2 separate regions of the Anas platyrhynchos genome follow, and region 2 is linked to region 1. A link is a contact called in public Hi-C data. All regions are on one chromosome and are shown on one strand. The core of a region is the stretch at or near the end of the contact, and the rest is flanking DNA. Distances in the headings are between cores, read along the strand shown.

The links. Hi-C and Micro-C count contacts between places; a contact is called where the count stands out from the background.
Region 2: a contact with region 1 is called in a Hi-C map of liver, with 2.7 times the contacts expected there. The contact joins two enhancer-like sites. A contact is called at or near these places in 2 of 8 Hi-C or Micro-C datasets (liver and subcutaneous adipose tissue).

The regions. Positions count from the first base shown.
Region 1 is chr21:3,978,246-3,981,564 of IASCAAS_PekinDuck_T2T, reverse strand. NCOA3 (nuclear receptor coactivator 3) reads left to right here. Exons shown (of 23, transcript XM_038166037.2): 3 at 3,055-3,162. The coding sequence starts at 3,074. Among named protein-coding and RNA genes, the nearest start is that of NCOA3, 59 kb to the left of the region's middle. Within about 2 kb of position 1,529, at least 1 of the 8 cell types and tissues checked has an H3K27ac peak or open chromatin away from gene starts, as enhancers often do.
Region 2 is chr21:4,138,281-4,141,599 of IASCAAS_PekinDuck_T2T, reverse strand. No RefSeq gene overlaps it. Among named protein-coding and RNA genes, the nearest start is that of ZMYND8, 68 kb to the right of the region's middle. Within about 2 kb of position 1,634, at least 1 of the 8 cell types and tissues checked has an H3K27ac peak or open chromatin away from gene starts, as enhancers often do.

The DNA of each region.
Region 1 (3,319 bases), core at 280-2,779:
TTCTCCAAATGTTGCTGCCTCTGGTTCCAATCCACAGGTGGATATAGGAACATTAGTATATAGTGGTTCATTACTGCTGCAGCTGAAGGAATTAATGTCTTTTTCTTTGAAGACATTAAACCATCTCTTATAACATCTTTTCTCAAATTTGCTTTAAGTATAAACTTAAAAGTTAGCAAACCAGTTGTCAGATTTTTTATGAAAGTCATTATTGTCATGCCTATCTTTCAGTTGTTCTGAGTAAGAATAATAATATATAATGAAAGATTATAATTCCTGTGCTTTAGGTAACTTATACTTATCTAAAGTTTCTTACACTTTCCTTGGTTTACATAGTAACCGAGCTATTTATTGTGTCAGATTAAGCTAACTTATAAATATCTTTTCATTAAGCAAATAAGAATTTCATTGTGCAATACTTTTCTAAAAATAAATAAATAAATAAAGCTTTCCTTAAGTCAGATTGTGCAATATAAGCAGTAGAGTCTTTCTAGCACCATTTTTATAGCTAGCATTACAGATGCAAGAGCCAGAAATTGTGCTTTTAACTTAGCTCAGAAAATAGGTTTACGAAGGTGGTTATATTAAACTTCTTTTATTTCAGTGGTAAAAATGCATTAACTTTTGAAAACTGTTTCAGAGTGGTCTTCTAAACATAATGGGTAGCATAAAAAAAATAATGAATCCCTCTGTCCCTCAAATAGATTTATTTTTCAAAAATCTCTTTAGCCCATTAGAAATTACAGGTTTTTATTCAATAGATAAAGGTAATATCTGATATCTTTTAACTGGTGATTTGTTTCATTATTAACTCACTCAATAATGGCTTCTTTTGCTAAGATGTCCTGTAGCAGGAAGATTAGTTTGACTATTAACCATTTGTACTGTAAATCCACGCATATTGGAAAGCAGCTGCTAGATTTTCCTTAGCTAAGCAGTTGTTGTAGATGTTATGTACCTTCTCAGGAATACCTCTGGAAAGGTATTCTTAGGGGAAAGAAAAGGCATGGGCAGGGCACTCTGCAGCTCCAGGATGGAAGAAGTAATGCAAGCTACTTGGGTATAACAGTAGGGAAACGAGCTACACCACTTACCAAGTTTTTTCTTCCTTCTTCAAGCTTCTATTTGTAGGCACTTAACGTTTTTCTTGAATACAAGTGCTGTGATGTGTATCATATTTCTGAGACAAAACATAGTAACTTTGTTTTCTATTTAATCCTATGCTGAATTCGATACCTGTCAATACAGGTAGATGCCAAACCAGAAATGGCATTTCCATTCTAAATCACTTAATGCAACCCAAATTACATTCCATTGAAATGCCAAAAATCAAGCTATCCAAGCTTGGTTTTTCCACTATTTAATACAGTTTCAATCTTTCTTCCTCTTAAATAGAATCATTTGCTCTTAGCTTCAGACATACTTGCTGTGCCCACACCCTTCCTGAGCCATCCTTGAATCTTATTATAGCTTGGCTCATCCTCTCTCTCGCTGCAATAGCTCTTCGTGCTGCAGCATCGCACTTTGCTTGGGAATGCAGCTGCGGGAGGGGAGAAGCACCAATCCTGATCCTCGGGTGCGTGTGTCACCCACAGCCTGAGCATGAGCTCCACGGGCATAAGACCCTGTGAGTCTGTTCTGTCCTGAGCCTCCACTTTGGAGAATCGGCCGCTTTTTGCGTTATCGTAGCTTGTTTATATAATTTGGTTTTGAAACTACTTGTTCAGCTGAGCAGCTTTTCATTCAGCTGCTTAATTGAAGAAAATACCATTCATGCTGCTGTTTAGCAATATACTGTCATCTAGCGGTGTAATTGTGTACTTTAAGCAAGGTGGGCTGCTATTTTCCCTGCGTTTAGGAATTTTTACCCTGGAGAAATACCTGATTGAATAACAGTCCTCAGGCTTGCCTTTTGATCTACCCTGTCTTATCCATCCTGGTTTTGTATCAAGGAGTTAGCTGTTACACCAACTTCATATCTGTGCAGTCCTTGCTATAGTTGTGGAGTTAGGCATCTTCTGTAATAGTTTGTTTCAAATGCAAGATTATACTTTACAGTTATTTTTAATTTTCCTGTGATTTACAAAGTATGTTACCCTTCCTGTCCTAGTGCATATCACTTGGAATGAGACTTGGTTATCAATATGACTTTATGTTAAACATTTGCTTAGCTGCTAAGAGTGCTTTAAATGTATGCCAGTCTACTTCTGAACTGTGCAAATCTGCAAGAGCAATTCAGTGTATCCTCCTCAGTGCAGTCAGCAAACCTTTCAAGTCTTCAAAGGTCAGTATTGCTGTAGGAAGAATGTCCCCAATTCTCTGTCTGTAGCTGACATAAAATGGGAACAGTATCAACTGCTGCAAGCAACCCCTCTGCTGCTTCACAAAAGTATGGTCTTGTGGGTCTTTCCCTTTCAGTTTGCTCCTCTTAAGTTGTAGTATTTTTTGCCACAAAAAGCTGGTAAGCAAAAACCAAATTAGTACATCAGAAGCAATGCAAACACCTCTCTTTTTTCTTTAGATGGCTTGTCCTGGAAGCACTTTGTTTACTAGATGTCTTTTCAAGGCTATATTCCATTTTAGTTCCTTTATTGTTTTATTTGTAAAGAAACCAATTTCTTATCAAGTTTTCTAGCGTATATTAAAACACTGAGAATCTTACTGTTTTCAGACAAATTGGAGCTATACAGTCATTCCTGTTCTATGGTGCAAAGCTTTAAACATCTCTGAAAATGGGAAAAATTATTTCAGCATATATAGAATACAGATTACTCATACTAATTTATACTGTGAAATTAAATGCATTTTTTTTACATTTAGTCTTGCTGACATTGATGCAAAGTTTTGTAAACCTATATTTTGGTGAAATAGATTTAAAAAAATTGTAACCAGATGTATATTTTTAACAGTAAAATGGTAGATGGATTTTCAGTTATAAATAAATAAATGAAGACTCAGTTCTATAGATAAAAATAAGTTTTCTGGATAAGTTCTCTACATTTTATACTTTTATTTTGAGAGGTTCATTCACAATTCTTATTGTATTGCTTTTAGTTGCTGATGTGTGGTCAGGATGAGTGGATTAGGAGAAAACTCCTTAGATAGCTTGGCCAATGAGTCAAGGAAGCGCAAGCCATTGCCTTGTGATACCCCAGGTGCAAGGTAGGTGTATAGAGACTACTTTGTTTCTTTTGCTATGTGTTTGTTTGTTTTACTATCTGAAAAGTTTTCATTGCACTTTTGAGAATGTTTTTTCTAAGCATTGTGTTCAGTTGAAACATTGTTAGGCCAGTTTTTGTTGTGAAGATGCACAGCTTTA
Region 2 (3,319 bases), core at 385-2,884, 160 kb before region 1:
GTAGCATACTGTATGTGGGCTTCATCAGGGTCAAAGTTTTATCCCTGAAACCTCAGTTAGCTTCTGCATGACCAGAACTTCGTATCTAATGCTGTTTATTCAGCAGACTTACAAGGTACTGTGCAGAAACAGACCACAATAATTCATAGTATCCTTTCTCTTCCACTTTTCACCATAAGGTTTTCTTGCATGCCAGGACTCTAAATAAGAAGGTAACAGTTTAATTTTAACATGCATATTTCAATATATAAAACTAAAAGTAGAATGAAACCTGGAGATTATTTTCCCAAGTTTCAGTTACTTATATTGTTGAAAAATGAGCAAAAGGCCACAGCAAATTGAGTTGTGAAGTCCTTTTGTCCTGAAAACAGCAAATATACAGAATACTTAAAATGAGAAGTAACACAAAAAGCAACACACACAATGGAAAACTTGCAATCACGACAAAGATCAGATGAAGACAGATTCATGACCTATGCTGTCATTGGGAATCGAATATCAAGGAATTCTCCCAGCAGACAGTGAAGGGAAACAGGCTTTCTGGGCATAGTTGCTTTTCCCTTCACCTGTAGTCCCTGCAAGTGCTGCCCCAGAGAGGAATTTAACAGATTTGCTCCATTTTCTAAGAGCACCTTTTGCTCATCATGTCAAATTTCAGTTCTGCCTGTGCTTTTGCCTGGCTTGAAGCTCAGGTACATTTCCTAGCTCTCTGATGAGCAGTGCTCATTCATTCTTGGAGCCTATAGAGAATGATTTGCCAAACTGCGCTCACCTAATGTACTCCTTTTGCAAAAGCTTTATGTGTTTTGTAGGGAATGATCCATACCACATACCTTTCCCCTCCATCCTCTTCAGGTGCAGGACTGAAACAAAATATTTCCTTCCCTTCCCCCCTCCCCAACTTTATCCTTAGGGTCTTCCCACCTATCTGCTCTCAACTGCTACTTCTAGCAAGTCATTCGTTTTGTGGAGTGTAACACAAAGCAAATAGCTCTTACCAACCAAAAATAACACTGAGATGGCAGGCAGGAAAGGATGCTATCTTCTTAGGTCTCTTTGTCTTAAAACTTTCAGTTATTTAGTTGAAACAGAACTTGGATTTGAACGATTTCTAAAAACAGCTCTGCCAAAAATCACACTTGGACCTTGCCAAGCTTTGAATAATTCAGATGCAATAACAAAATAGCATTTTGTCAAACAACCAAAAAACTGTAATGGAAGTTGTTGCAAAAATGTACCTTGTTATTGGGGATGGAAGCACATGTCATTACTTTGCTAATTTCCTGTATTTTTTCCTTGCAGTTCTCGCGTTTTTCCACATGATGGCAGCTAGGCTCTGCTATAAGCTTCCTCTAGACAAAATGTTAAGCTGCTTAACAGAATCTTGGCTTAGCGAGGTTTTTAAATGCCTTCAATTAAGCTGCAACTGTACAATTGTTTTTAAAAACTATCCTCTGTAATTCACACAAAGAAAGGGTTATTCAGAGGGACTTTGGTGGCGTGGATCCACCTCTCTGTAAAGAATTTCAGTTGGTTATAGATAAGCTTAGACTGAGCATGACTAGTGGAGCCTATAGCACCCCTTCTGAACTGACACATCACTACTGTAGAGGATGAGAAACTTGGAGCCTTTGGCTCTAGAAGAGCTGTGTTGCTGTTGTTTGCTCCATGTTCCTCTGCTCTATAACCACTTTTCCATGATTTAAGCACTGAAAACCTAATTCACCAAGCACCAGCACAGGAAGGTGACAGCACAACTGATGGCAAATTCTTAAACCCTGCATTCTTAGCCAGCCCACAAAGCTCCCTCTTCTCCAGCCAGAGCTGCCAGAGCCAGGCTGTTGCCACCACGGCAGTTACAGCTGCATGGCATTGATTCAACTTCATCTGTCTGCTCGTCACACCCATATACTAACATCAGGTTTCTGTTAGGAAACTTTGCTATAGTAAACTCCATCCACATCATACCACCTGGGGGACTAAAGCAAAACCTCAGAGCAGCCTGAATGCTGTATTAGCACGTTCTGACCAGTGCAGGGCTCCTGAAGGTGTGGTAAAGCTAGGAACACATCATCATCTCTTGGTAAAGCTTCAGAGATGACTGGCCCAGTTAAGGAACTCCAGTGTCCATCTCTTCCTCCTGAAGGCCCAAGAGATAATGCAAGAAGAGTATAGAGATTTCTAAGTTCAAACTAAGAAAAGTTAATTTTCTCCCCAAAACTTATTTTCTCCCCAAAACTTAAGGAATCAGTAGTAATATGCCCATATCTCCTAGTAGGCTATTAACACAAGATGGAAAACCTGAGGCATATCCATTGCCTGTAGCTGAACAGTGAAGACAAGTTGTCCCAAAATGATATATGGCCAAAAAGGCTTCCCATTATTTATACTATCCCTTGCCCCCAGCAACTCAACACCTAATCACTGGCATTGCCCTCTGCAGACAGAGGACCCAAGGGCAGCCCCTCCAGATTCCAAACTAAGGAGTCTGGCTGTCTTCAAGCCAGGACTGAATCAGGTTCTGCAACAGATAAACAGTCAGAAAAGTTGAAGTTGCAGACCCAGCCCACCGATCTTTCCCAAGCTTGGCTCCTACGTAAGAGACACACTCCTTAGGGGTAGGAGGTACTCCATACACAAGTGATAAATGCAGCTTAAGCCCAGTCATGACATTTGAATTTGTATTAAATAAAGTTACAGCCAATCTTTTAAACTCGTATCACATCAGTGTCATCTCCTCTGGTATGTCCAAGCCAGAGATGTGTTCTTCCCTCACGTTAGATAAAATCATCAGAAAACTGATGAACTTCATACCATAACCAGCTAAAATGAGGGGAGGACACCAGTCACCAGAACATCTAAGATGATACCTTGATACCCTGGCCTGATAACAAGTCCTCACTGGGATTTGGTCACCTATTATCCCATATGAGGAAAGAAAAAAGAAATGCCCATTAAAATAAAAATAAATAACAACAATGATCACTGAAATAGAGGCTTCAGAGATCCCAACATTATTAATCCAACATTCAAACTACATGGGGCAGGCCAAAACATCATTTCAAGCTTGCAAGATTTGTGCTTTTCTTTAAACAGGAGCACTGGGAACATTGTTTGATTTTATAAATGCATGTAACAAAATACCTACAGGAGTAGGAACTTTAAAAGAATAGTCATAGTAAGATTTTACAATGAGCTATTTCAGCTCCCTCTGGTTCTTTTAACAGAGGCACATAGCAGTCTTGCCCTACTTCATGCCCTGGCAGAGGACTACAGCAGGACTTGTCATGGAAGTCCCCACCTCAACTCACAAGCATAC